4 separate regions of the Mus musculus genome follow, and regions 2, 3 and 4 are each linked to region 1. The links are chromatin contacts, called in public HiChIP or PLAC-seq and promoter capture Hi-C maps. All regions are on one chromosome and are shown on one strand. The core of a region is the stretch at or near the end of the contact, and the rest is flanking DNA. Distances in the headings are between cores, read along the strand shown. Region 1 holds the start of Ccdc159 (coiled-coil domain containing 159). Region 2 holds the start of Dnm2 (dynamin 2). Region 3 holds the start of 9530077C05Rik (RIKEN cDNA 9530077C05 gene). Region 4 holds the start of Zfp809 (zinc finger protein 809).

Evidence for each region. Promoter capture Hi-C pulls out the DNA fragments that hold promoters and counts their contacts. HiChIP or PLAC-seq counts read pairs in DNA pulled down with a chosen protein or histone mark. Capture Hi-C pulls out chosen DNA fragments and counts their contacts.
Region 2: a contact with region 1 is called in a promoter capture Hi-C map of pancreatic islet. The contact joins the promoter of Dnm2 here to the promoter of Ccdc159 in region 1. A contact is called at or near these places in 3 of 39 promoter capture datasets (cranial neural crest, liver and pre-B cells), 2 of 115 datasets of contacts at active chromatin or transcription factors (bone marrow-derived macrophages and pancreatic cancer cells) and 2 of 9 other capture datasets (adipose tissue and pancreatic islet).
Region 3: a contact with region 1 is called in a promoter capture Hi-C map of 3T3-L1-derived adipocytes, with 5 times the contacts expected there. The contact joins the promoter of 9530077C05Rik here to the promoter of Ccdc159 in region 1. A contact is called at or near these places in 7 of 39 promoter capture datasets (the 3T3-L1 cell line, 3T3-L1-derived adipocytes, the C10 cell line and 3 more) and 3 of 115 datasets of contacts at active chromatin or transcription factors (bone marrow-derived macrophages, kidney and microglia).
Region 4: an H3K27ac HiChIP or PLAC-seq map of embryonic stem cells shows a contact between it and region 1, with 7 read pairs. The contact joins the promoter of Zfp809 here to the promoter of Ccdc159 in region 1. A contact is called at or near these places in 18 of 39 promoter capture datasets (the 3T3-L1 cell line, 3T3-L1-derived adipocytes, the C10 cell line and 12 more), 2 of 484 Hi-C or Micro-C datasets (muscle stem cells and peritoneal macrophages) and 4 of 115 datasets of contacts at active chromatin or transcription factors (bone marrow-derived macrophages, embryonic stem cells and memory CD8 T cells).

The regions. Positions count from the first base shown.
Region 1 is chr9:21,926,095-21,928,937 of GRCm38.p6, reverse strand. Ccdc159 (coiled-coil domain containing 159) reads right to left here and starts at 1,467. Exons shown (of 13, transcript NM_025977.3): 1 at 1,210-1,467. The coding sequence starts at 1,220. It overlaps Tmem205 (transmembrane protein 205), which reads left to right and starts at 1,403. Exons shown (of 4, transcript NM_178577.5): 1 at 1,403-1,646; 2 at 2,581-2,689; 3 at 2,784-2,843. The coding sequence starts at 2,590.
Region 2 is chr9:21,423,481-21,426,323 of GRCm38.p6, reverse strand. Dnm2 (dynamin 2) reads right to left here and starts at 1,416. Exons shown (of 21, transcript NM_001253893.1): 1 at 1,068-1,416. The coding sequence starts at 1,228.
Region 3 is chr9:22,410,078-22,412,920 of GRCm38.p6, reverse strand. 9530077C05Rik (RIKEN cDNA 9530077C05 gene) reads right to left here and starts at 1,374. Exons shown (of 7, transcript NM_026739.3): 1 at 1,172-1,374. The coding sequence starts at 1,196.
Region 4 is chr9:22,224,281-22,227,123 of GRCm38.p6, reverse strand. It overlaps Zfp809 (zinc finger protein 809), which reads right to left and starts at 1,412. Exons shown (of 5, transcript NM_001164624.1): 1 at 1,292-1,412. The coding sequence starts at 1,294.

The DNA.
Region 1 (2,843 bases), core at 218-2,717:
CTACCTCCCCGGTGGCTAGGACGACAGGCGTGTGTCACTGCATCCCGTTTACACAGTGCTGGGGTGGAACCCAGCTGCACGCTAGGCAGGTGCTTTGCCAACTAAGAACCAGCCCCAGACACCTGATCTCTTTAGTGTTTCCCCAAAGAGACTCCTCAGAGATGTTCCAGCCAGAATCTCCTCAGTATTGGCAGAAGTGAAAGTCAGAGGAGAGGTAAACCCAAACGGATGCCCAGTGACCAGCTTAAAGGTGGGAAGAGAAAACCAACTGCGTAAAGTTGTCCTCTGCCGTGCGTGCCATGACACACGCACTCGTAAGACATGTCTCATGCACAACAAGGATAACAAGGCTTTATATTTAAAAAGGGGACAGAAAGTAGTCACATGCCTTTAATCCCAGCACTCAGGAGGCAAAGGCAGGCAAATCTCTCTGAGTTCGAGGCCAGCCTGGTCCACTTAGTGAGTCTCAGTCAAGTCAGGGCAAGAGACCCTGTCACAAAAACCTTAAAAAAAAAAATGGCTTGAGAGTTGGTTTAGCTGCTTTTCCTGAGTACCCAGGTTCAATTCCCAGCACCCATAGGGTGACTCACAACCGTCTGTGTCTCCAGTCCCAGAGGATTTGATGCCCTCTTCTGACCTCTACAGGCACTAGATTCGAAAGCAGTGCCCAGACATATATACAAGCAAATCGTTAATACACATAAAAATTTTTTTAAATCTGAAACAAACAAAACACATAAAGGACAGGATGTGGTAGTTCAGCCCTTTTAATCCCAGAACTCAGGGGGTCCCTGAGTTCCAAGCCAGCCTAGTCTACAAAGCTAGTTCCAGGCCAGCCATGGCTACACAGTGAGAATCTATCTGGGAGGGGAAAAAATTATATATACTATATTGGGCTGCCCTGATTACACAGATTTAGTCCAATGCTTGTAAATGAAATTTGTTCTAGAATGTCACCTGAGGACCACAGATACCCTCGAAGATTAGAGCGGGAAAGGAAAGACACATTTCTGAGCGTCACCACCAGAAGGTCCCCAACCTTGCCTGCCCTCCCCACAACCCCAATTGAATCTTCAGCTGTCCCCTTCTCCAGAAAAATTTTCGAGCTTGGAAGCTTAACCATTGCTATTAGTCCTAACCCCTTGTTCTGTCAATCTAACACCCTTCCAGTCTCCCCATTCTCTTCCATTCCCACCTACTACAGCATACCACCCGTTCATGCTCTCCCATCAGGGACCACGAAGCCAGTCCCCAGCTGTGACGCTGAAGTTTTGATCCCCTGAGGACACCATCGTTGGAAAACGAGGGGAGGCCAAAGGTGGAGTCACAGAGAAGGGCGTGGTCCTCCCATAAGCCACGCCCGTTCACTCCGCTCAGGCGCGGAGCTCATTGGCGCCTGCGCATCTTCGGTGAGACTGGATGAAGTCCGGAGAGGCGAGATGGCCAGTTGATTCCCGCAAGCCAACTGGGCAATCCCTAAGTGGGAGAGTCCAGAGGAGTGAGAGCTGTGATCTCATTGGCTCTGGCTGGGAGGTGGGGCGAGGCCTGCGGGGCGGAAGAAAACCTGGGAAATCTCAGGCAAGCCGGAGCTGCACTGGAGCTGCCACGGTTCTTGGTCCCTACGCCTGAGCTCGTGTGCTCCAACGGTGGGGTCAGATGGGGCTCCGGGGGTGTTTTGGGATGTTCTTAGAATATCTCGGGTTCCGGATGAGGGCTCTTAGATGTCTGCAGAGCTAGGGTAATCCCTGAAAACCTAAGTATGTGAACTTGAGCTGCTGGGATTCAAGCTTTTGGGGTGCAGTGGACATTGTGGTTTAGAGAGAGTCTTTTGTTCTAGAATTTTGGTTTTGAGACAAGGTCTCATGTATCTCTGGTTGGCTTCCAACTCCTGCCCCTCCTGTTTCTACTTTTGTGCTGGAATGACAGACTAGAACCAGAACCTGTTTTATGCAGAACTGGAGACGGAACGCGAGGCTTCCTGCACGTGAGGCAAACGCTCTGCCCGCTGAGCCATTTGCTCAGCTGGACCTGAGATGTTTGCTTGCTTCCTTATTTTGAGAGAGTCTCACAGTATGTCAGGCAGTCCTCAAACTCAGTGATTTTCCTGCATCACCCTCTGATATGTTGGGGTTACAACTGTGAATCACCAGGCCAGTTTCTACGTCTTTAAAGGCTTTTTGGAATTGAGGAATCTTTTTCTAACTTTGAGCTAGAAAAGTGGCAACTCCCCTGTCTCCGTCTTCCAAGTGTTGGGGATTTACAGGTACAAGCCTTCATGTTGGGTGATATTATTTACTTATTATTATTACTATTATTTTGCAAGTATGGAGGATAGCATGTAAGGCCAGCACCAACAAAGTCCCTGACCGCAAAGCCACGATTCCAGCCCCAAGCCTGAGCCCAGATCGACTGGTTGGGCTTGAGATTGTCTAGGGTCTACTTTGGGTCTTCCAACTGCCATTTCCAGGCTGTTTTCTCTCATCTTTGCACCAGTGTGAGGCTGGCCCTATGCACTCTCTGCCAAGGCCTCAAAGCTCGGGGGTCGAAGGTTAAGCTGAGTCACCACTGTTTCCTTCCCAGGGCTGCAGAATGGAAAAAGGAGAGGACCCGGGAAGTCTGATTAAAGTCATCCACTTGCTGGTCTTGTCTGGTGCCTGGGGCATGCAGGTGTGGGTGACCTTTATCTCAGGTAGGGACCCTCCAACCTGTTATTTAGAGTGAGGACTGAGTAGGAGGGGGACCCGGAAGCAACCTAACGGTGTTTGTGGCCCTCCACCTCCCAGGCTTCCTGCTTTTTCGGAGCCTCCCGCGGCACACATTTGGACTGGTGCAGAGCAAGGTCT
Region 2 (2,843 bases), core at 167-2,666, 500 kb after region 1:
CAAAGCAAATGTTAACACTGGGTAGGCACACACTGCAGCATCATACATGGAACACTTCCTGGAATGGAGAAGTGCTGCTGCGGGGAGAGGCAGAGGGGGAGGGGACAGGAGTAAATCAACATCCCTCCTTCACTCACTTCCTGGATCCTACAAACAGCTGCAAGTGGAATTTGCCCACTGGACAGATGGAACAAGCTGAGGCTCCCAGAGCTATCTAGAGAGCATTCCAACTGGGAAGCTCTAGGTTAGGGGATCCTAGCCCAAGAAAGAATCCTAAAGAATGTTTCTTCCCAAGTTCTCCAACCTCTGTCACTCAGAGAGGATGGACAGGCAGGGATGCCTGGGTGGGAATGGAGAACAGACTAATGGATGGATTCAAAGAGCCAGTCGGCCCAAGAGAACCAGATAACAGGAGGCTCCCAAAGTTCAGCCAGTCAGATGGCAGAGGCCAACTCACGTAAATAAGGGGCACAGATGGGCATTTGCACACGAGAGGTCACCTTAGATGGCTAGCCAGACAACGGTGGACTTCAGAGTGAGTTTGGACAGATGGGACAACCAAATGGTGCCGGTAGGAAGCCTGTCTAGAACAGATAACCAGCTAACCAGGCAAGAGAGCAGGCTCCAGAAAATAACTGGCCAGACAGACCCCAGGGGTCATTCCCCATGGATGGCTAAGTGGCAAGTGTTATCTTCAACATCTTAGCACACACACTAAGATTTCCAGGTAGCAGAAGGAAAGAGGAGTGGATCTATCCCGGACTACAGGTAAAGCGATGTCAGAGTTGCCCAGCCATAGCCGGAACTAGAAGCACCAAGAGGGGTCGGCACTGACCGTCTTGCCCCAAACACCGCCCACTATCATCGACTAGTCCCAGACTTGGATCTGCATCTCCAGTCCCTGCGGAAAGCCATGGAGACTCTTGCCCCAGACCTTATCCACTGCCACCGGTGCTGCGGCGTCCGCGAGCCGCAGTTCCGCCATTCCCCGCCCGCCCTCCGCGCCCTAGGCCGCCGCCCGCCCTCCCGGCCGGAGCCCCAGAACCGCCGCCGGCGCGCTCGCTCACCGGCCCACGAAGTTCTCGAGCACCGAACTTTTGCCGGCGCTCTGGCCGCCCACCACGGCGATCTGCGGCAGGTCCAGGTGGCAGCTCTGACCGATGGAGCTGAAGGCGTCCTGCAGCTTGTTAACCAGCGGGATGAGCTCTTCCATCCCGCGGTTGCCCATGGTGTCCGCCTCCGCCGCGCGGATCCCCCGACTAAGACTCTCGGTTCCGATGTGTCTGTGGCCGTTGCTTCCTCCTGCTCTGCTCTGCCGGCCCGCCCGGTCTCCCCTTCGCCGCGACGCCCGCTCCCGGCTCGGCCTCAGAGTCGCCGCCTCATCCGGTTCTCAGGCGACACCCGACCCGAGCGAACAACCCTCCCGGCCTCCGGGGCGGAGTCCGCAACCCTACTGCTATATCCAATTGGTTCAAAGCACTGCCACTCAAGAACGTGAGCCAATAAAAAAGGCACGAGGAAGGGCTAATCTCACAAATTCACTGGGTAATAAAACTGTCACTCTTAAGTGAAAGCCAATAGAAGTCAAACCGGGTTGTCAGACCGGGAAGGCGGGGTCTCTGGAAAAGACACTGAGGCCTCAGCTCACTAGGTTGATTCGGGTTGGCTTATTGGTCGCAGAAACGTCAACCTGCCAAGGGTGTAAGGGATCCATTCTTCAACACTGGATTGTCACTTGACACTAGTTAATTCCGTAAAAATTTCTCATTGGCTGATATAAATATCACTTCTCTACTCCAACCAGTAAGAGGAAAGAGAGCCGCAATCTTTTTCTATAGTTTCTATAGTTTTGTATGCTGGCTACAGACTCTTGATGTTCCTCCTGTCTCAGCCTCCCTCCTGCTAGGATACACGCTACTACCTTCCCAATCCTCACTGACAACTGTGTCATAAAAGTTCTTCCAACTTCCTGGCATTTGCTATCACTTTGTGATATTCTTTTTAAGCAAAAGGCCACAGTGCTCAGGGAAGCACACCGTGGTAAGGTTCAGTGGCTGTTACACCTGAATTCTTAGGCTGTAGTGAAAACCCATATTTTAGAAAGCATCGCAGTCGGGCGTGGTGTCGCGTGCCTTTAATCCCAGTACTCGGGAGGCAGAGGCAGGCAGATTTCTGAGTTCAAGGCCAGCCTGGTCTACAGAGTGAGTTCCATGACAGCCAGGGCTATACAGAGAAACACTGTCTCGAAAAACAAAACAAAACAAAACAAAACAAAAAAACTAAAACAAAAAAACAAAAAAACAAAACAAAGCAGAAAGCATCGCAGATCCCAACTCTGGAAGAATCCCAGTGCCAGTGAAAGATGAGTCGACACTTCTGCCTCATAAAGGCGTTCTCACCCTCTCGTGCTTATTTCTGTACGTTACAGAGGGTCAAGTCTACAGTTCCATTAAGCCAAGCAAGTGTTTTGCGGATGGCTACAACTGTAGGTTTATTTTTACTTTAATTTTTTTTTTCTCCTAGACCAATGGCTCAGTACTTGCTGCCTTGGGAGCCGACTCAAATTTGGTTCCCAGCACCTGCATGACAACTCACACAACCATCAGTGATTCCAGTTCCAGGAATCTGACACCCTCGTCTGGCCTCCACTAGAAACAGACACAGACATAATGCACATACCGACATGCAGGCAAAAAAAAAAAAAATCCATGTACAATTTTTTTAATTTACATAAAATAACAGTTAAAAAGTTTTAAAGATTTATTTTATTTTTATGCGCACCAGATCTGTGCCCGGTGCCCACAGAAGTCAGGAAGGATCAGATTCCCTAGAACTGGAGTTCT
Region 3 (2,843 bases), core at 125-2,624, 480 kb before region 1:
CCACTGAGTCATCCTCATATTTGCCACTCTTCTGCCAGGCTTGATGTTTTAAAGCAACGTTTTGACATTGTATTGTTTTGGGAGTTTTGTTTGTTTGTTTTTAGAGACAGGGTATCAGTGGCTGGTCTGGAACTTCTGTAGACCAGGCTGACTAAGCTCACCTGCGTCTGCCTCTGATAATGTGTTTTAAGGTGAAAGAGTTATATCTACATCAAATCACAATTTTAAAAAGCCTAATGCCAATTTAAGTGGCCTCTAAGATCTTGGCTTTTATAACTGCATGTCTCCTGTCAACATAACAGTGGAATAGTCTGTAGGTTATCGCAATCGCACAACAGTAGGTTCTGTGTTTTATAACACTGAACAGCAAACAGTGTAAAAAAATTAAGATGAGAAAGTAGTTTCACTTAAAAATAATTTAGTTTTTCAGTTTAAAAAGTTCTGCAATAACATATAATGAAAGGAGTTTCAAAGTACCATAATGAAACCTCTTACTTTGTATGCTAACTTAAAGAATGGTTTTAGCTATTGATGTCCATATCTTAGCACTGGGGAGACTGAGGCAGGAGGGTCAGGGGTTCAAAACAACTAATTTGGAAAATTGGTCTACTGGGTACTGCAATAGCCTGAAGCTAAAAGTTCTAGGCTTATTTTTGACTCTACTGTGGGAATTAGCTATTTCCCTTTATTCCGTTGTTTTGGTATCTGTCCTGCAGAAATGTTTTCATGCAGAATCAAATGCTAGGAAAATGACTCTGGAACTGTTTAATATTATTAAAGATTTAAATAGGGCTAATATGCATATCTATTCAAAAATGAAAGACAAACTTTCCAACCTTGGATCTAAACACCTGCTCTTATTAATAACATCAATTCAAAATGTTTGCTAATAAATGCAAACAAAAATACACAACATACACTGAAATGTAGAGATGTGTTTTCACAGCTGATTTTTTTTTTTTCTGAACATTCTAGAAAATATAACACCTTACTACACACCTAAAATGCTCTGGAATCGTATTGGACTCTACACTCTCTAGATTGCACAGCTCTTGCCCCTCACCTCTGCTGGGCTAGGGCTGTGCGACTGCACCTGGTCTTCCGAGTCCCAGACCCAACGGTCTCCACCCGCTGCAGCCGCGCCACTTGGGCCAGCAGTGCCTACACTCACCCGTTACGCGAATAGACTCCAGCATCGTCCCGCCAAGGCCAAGGCCAAGGCCGGCGGGCCGCACCGACGAAAACTCCCGTAAGGCAGCTCGAGACCAGATGGGGCAGGACTGGCAGCGCAAGGTGGAGGACCACGTCTTACCCAGAGGCTGGAAAGCGCTCTGGCGGTTCCACCTAGTCTCAGAGCTAAGAACCCGCCACGGTGACGTCGCTGCAACCCCGTTGCTAGGAGACGATCCTGCCTTCTTCCCGCACTCCACGCCACCAAACATGCTCGCCGCTGGAGGCGCTCCTGCGACTGACACCCTGCTCGTAGGGAGAGAAGGGAAGCGAACTACAACTCCCAGCGTGCACAACGCGGACCCGTGCAAGGAGCTGGTCCGCAGAGGCTGGGGTGTTTGTGTGGGGAGGTCGGGATCTGTATGAGGCTCAAAGGGCTTCATTTCATGATGGTAGAGGGAAATAGAAATGGTGTAATAATTCTGAGTTTTAGTTGACCAGAGCAAATTCAGACCCCTGACCTTCCAGCTAATTTACATGGTATGAAATAAATAGGGCGATTTTAGAAGAAAAAAATGGCCAGGTATGGTGGCACACTCCTGTTATCCAAACACTTGAGATGTGCAGCAAAGATGATCAGGGGTTCAAGACCATCATTGCTATATAGTGAATTTTGAGACCATCTTGACTATACAAGAATGTCTAAAAAAAAAAAAAGAATAAAATAAATAAATGCAATATTTAATTTAAAAAGGAGATCTGGAGAAATGGCTCAGCAGTTAAGAACACTGACTACTTTACAGAGGACTTGGGTTTGTTTCCTCATGGCAGCTCACAACTACATGTAACTCCACTTCGAGAGCACCCCATCCCTCTGGCTCTCCCCAGGCCCATACTCGCAAACACTCATGAAATACACACAATTTTTTTTAAACTGAATTGAAAAAGGAAACAGACTGTGGGTGTAGCTCAGATGGTGAAGGGCTCTCTTTAGCATTCAGAGACCCCTGAATTTAATCCCCAGTACTATACAAACCTGGCCTGGTGGTACACATCTCTAATTCCAGCATTCAGGAGGTAGAAGCAGGAGGATCAAGATGTTCCAATTCCTCTATAAGCTTGAAGCCACCCTATATTATATCTATATTATATTATGTATATATCTGAGGTTGCATAAAGGGGTTTTGAGAGGGAGAAGTTGATAGTGAATAATTAAATCATAAATTTACTTTAAATCTATTATTTGTATATATAGAATTTTACCATTTTAGAATATGAAAGCTAATTTCACACTGAGATGGATGTGCTTGTTTATTTTTACATAAATAATCTCAGCTGAATATTTAATAATGCAGGGCACAGAGTATCTTCAACACAGTTCTGTGCGTGTGTGTGTGTGTGTGTGTGTGTGTGTGTGTGTAAGCACTTGTATGCCTTGATTTATGTGTGGAGGTCAGAGGACAACTTGCAGGAGTCAGTTCTCTCCTTCCACCAAATGGGTTCTGGGAATGGAACTCAGGTCGTCAGCTTGGTGGTAGGTGCCTTTACTGCTGAGCCATCTCACCAGCCTGCATCTTCCACATTTTTCAGAGGTGATTTTTCTCTTTCACTTTTATAGTTGTCAATGCTGAGAGTACCATTTTACATAAGCTCACAGGATAAACTCACAGAAG
Region 4 (2,843 bases), core at 163-2,662, 300 kb before region 1:
CCGGTCGTAAAGAAAGGGAGGGAATAGGAACTGCTTCTGACGATCTTGGCTGACTCTTTGACCATCTGGCAGCCCGGCGCCTCCTGCTTGCCCCCCTTTCTATAGAGAGCATAGTTAAAAGCTGAAACATTAACCAGATGCATTGTCGACTCTGATAAGCCCCCGGCTTTAGAATTCTTATACGCCCCGGTACTACTCTGCTCACTACCGCGCCAATTCTTCCTAGACCCTACCCTATCAAAACCCTGAGTTTTTGAGTCTCAGGGTCGATTCCTCTGTCTCCTGAGTGAGATACGTATTGATTGACCCGGAGCTCGGCCATTAAAGCTGCCTCAAGAAGGTCTCTCATGTTTCTTTGGGTGACCCCGCGACCTGAGACTTGAGTGGGGGGCTCCTTCTTGGGGTCCTACAAGATGGCTCAGCGATTAAGAGCACTGACTGCTCTTCCAAAGGTCCCGAGTTCAAATCCCAGCAACCACATGGTGGCTCACAACCATCCGTAACGAGGTCTGACGCCCTCTTCTGGTGTGTCTGAAGATAACTACAGTGTACTTACATATAATAAATAAATAAATAAATCTTAAAAAAAAAAAAAAAAAAAAAAGAGCAACTCAGGGCCTGAAGAGATCTCACAGTCATACTGCTTCCCCCTTGCCTTCTGCTCCTCGGTACCACGTCACAGTCTGCACCACACACATCCAATGCGTGGCTATTCCTGTACCTCAGCAATTTTAAGATTAAGTCTATCAGATACTTTAAAACTACTGTTTAGGACAAGGAACTGAATTTTTATCTTCCCCACTTCCTCCAATTAATGCGCAAAAATATTTAATCCTCGGGGATCCTTTCAGACCCACTAGTCTCTCATCCATCCTAAGGATGGGTTCTATCAACATCTCCCAAGTCTATAAAGTTCCTGATTGGTGACAGCCAGGACACTGACAGGCCTATCCCAGAGTGACAGACAGATGGAGAGTCACCCCTACTAGACCCAGCTCCCTGCACCCAGCTTCCGAGAGTTTCCAGACAGGGCGCAGAGTTCCCCATCCCAACCTTGCAGGTAAACGGAAGCCCAGAGTTCCTAGTGTGACACCGGCGCTGAAGCGACCCAGCGGTCAGGCATTCCTGTCTCTTGCCTGTGGGTGGCAGAGCTGTGCAGGGCGTTGCAGCCAGCTCGAGTCCCCACGCATGGTCGGGGCGCGATAGGACGCTCCGGGGTGCCCTGAGCCCGCCCAGCCCCCATCCCACAGCCATCCACACCGGCTCCACAGGGACGCCGCGCCGAGCTCACCATGATGGGACTGGGAGCGTCCTGTGACTCGGTCTCCGCCACCAGCACAACTTCCCGCAACGGACGCCTGGGGACCACAGGACCCAAGATGGCAGGCTCAGACCTCCTCTGAACTTTCTAAATCCACCCCACTTCCTCATTTCAGAGCGGTCCTGTCACAGGGCCTGAGTGACAGTCAAAGTCACCAATCGATGACGGAAGGCGGGGCGTAGCAAAGGGCATAAGGCTGTCTGATCATACGGAAAGTCTTAGCGGACAGAAAAACGGTATCACAATAATTTATTTTAATTCCCGTGAAGTTTTCTTACTGTGATGTGATGTATGTGTCTCTGTGTGTGTCTCTGTGTTTCTCTGTGTGTGTGTGTGGCGCGGGGGGTGGGTGGGGGGTGCTGACCTGTGGATAAATGATAAGATTAAGCAACTCTGACCCAACCCAGACCGACTCTGACAAAACACATACCAGAAAAAAAAAAAAAAAAAAAAAAAAAAAAAAAGTGCTGGCTGAAGGCTACCTGGGCCCTCTGGGGAACGAAGGTACTCTCCAAGGATGACCCGATATCACCCAGCCAACCAGACAAAAGGTCTAGCCATCCATCACCAAGTGCCTAGAAGCTGTTACTGTAATCTGCCCTCTAAAAAAAAAAAAAAATGTATACGGTGCTTGTAAGCTAGAACCGGGATCGCCCCCTGTCTCTTGCTTGAGAGACTGCTGAAGATCGATCCCTGCGCACCAGAAAAAATAAACATAGATCTTGTCTCACTTGGGGTCTTCCAGCAGGTAAAGCCCCTCTGGGGCTTTACATGAGAAGCATTTTTTTTTTTTTTTTTTTGGTTTTTTTCGAGACAGGGTTTCTCTGTGTAGCCCTGACTGTCCTGGAATTCACTTTGTAGACCAGGCTGACTTGGAACTCAGAAATCCACCTGCCTCTGCCTCCTGAGTGCTGGGATTAAAGGCATGAGCCGCCACGCCCCGCTGAGAAGCAATTTTTTTCTTTTCTTTTTTTCTTTTCTTTTCTTTTTTTTTTTTTAAGATTTATTTATTATTATATCTAAGTACATTGTAGTTGTCTTTAGATGCACCAGAAGAGGGCGTCAGATCTCATTAAGAATGGTTGTGAGCCACCATGTGGTTGCTGGGGTTTGACCTCAGGACCTTTTGGAAGAACAGTCAGTGCTCTTAACCACTGAGCCATCTCTCCAGCCCGAGAAGCAATTTTTAACACAAAATTTAAAACAGTACTGCAAAACTTTTTTATTAAAACCACGGCTAATGCTCAGAGTAATGAGTTGCATTATGGCCCTTTCATGCAGATGTGTAATTATACTGTTTTCATTCATTCTGTATTAACATTCAGAGTATAATAACCAAATAGAAGACCAACAACATTTTAAATCTGTCATGTTGTAATATCCCAAATTAACGTGTAAGCCCCACCTGCCTGGGGACCAGGTACCTTCCTGGAATGCTGTAAGCTGTAGTTCCTGGAAAATAAGGAAACCCCATGGCAAAGAAAGTAGAGGGTAGCCTATGGGTTTTGTCTTTACAAACTCC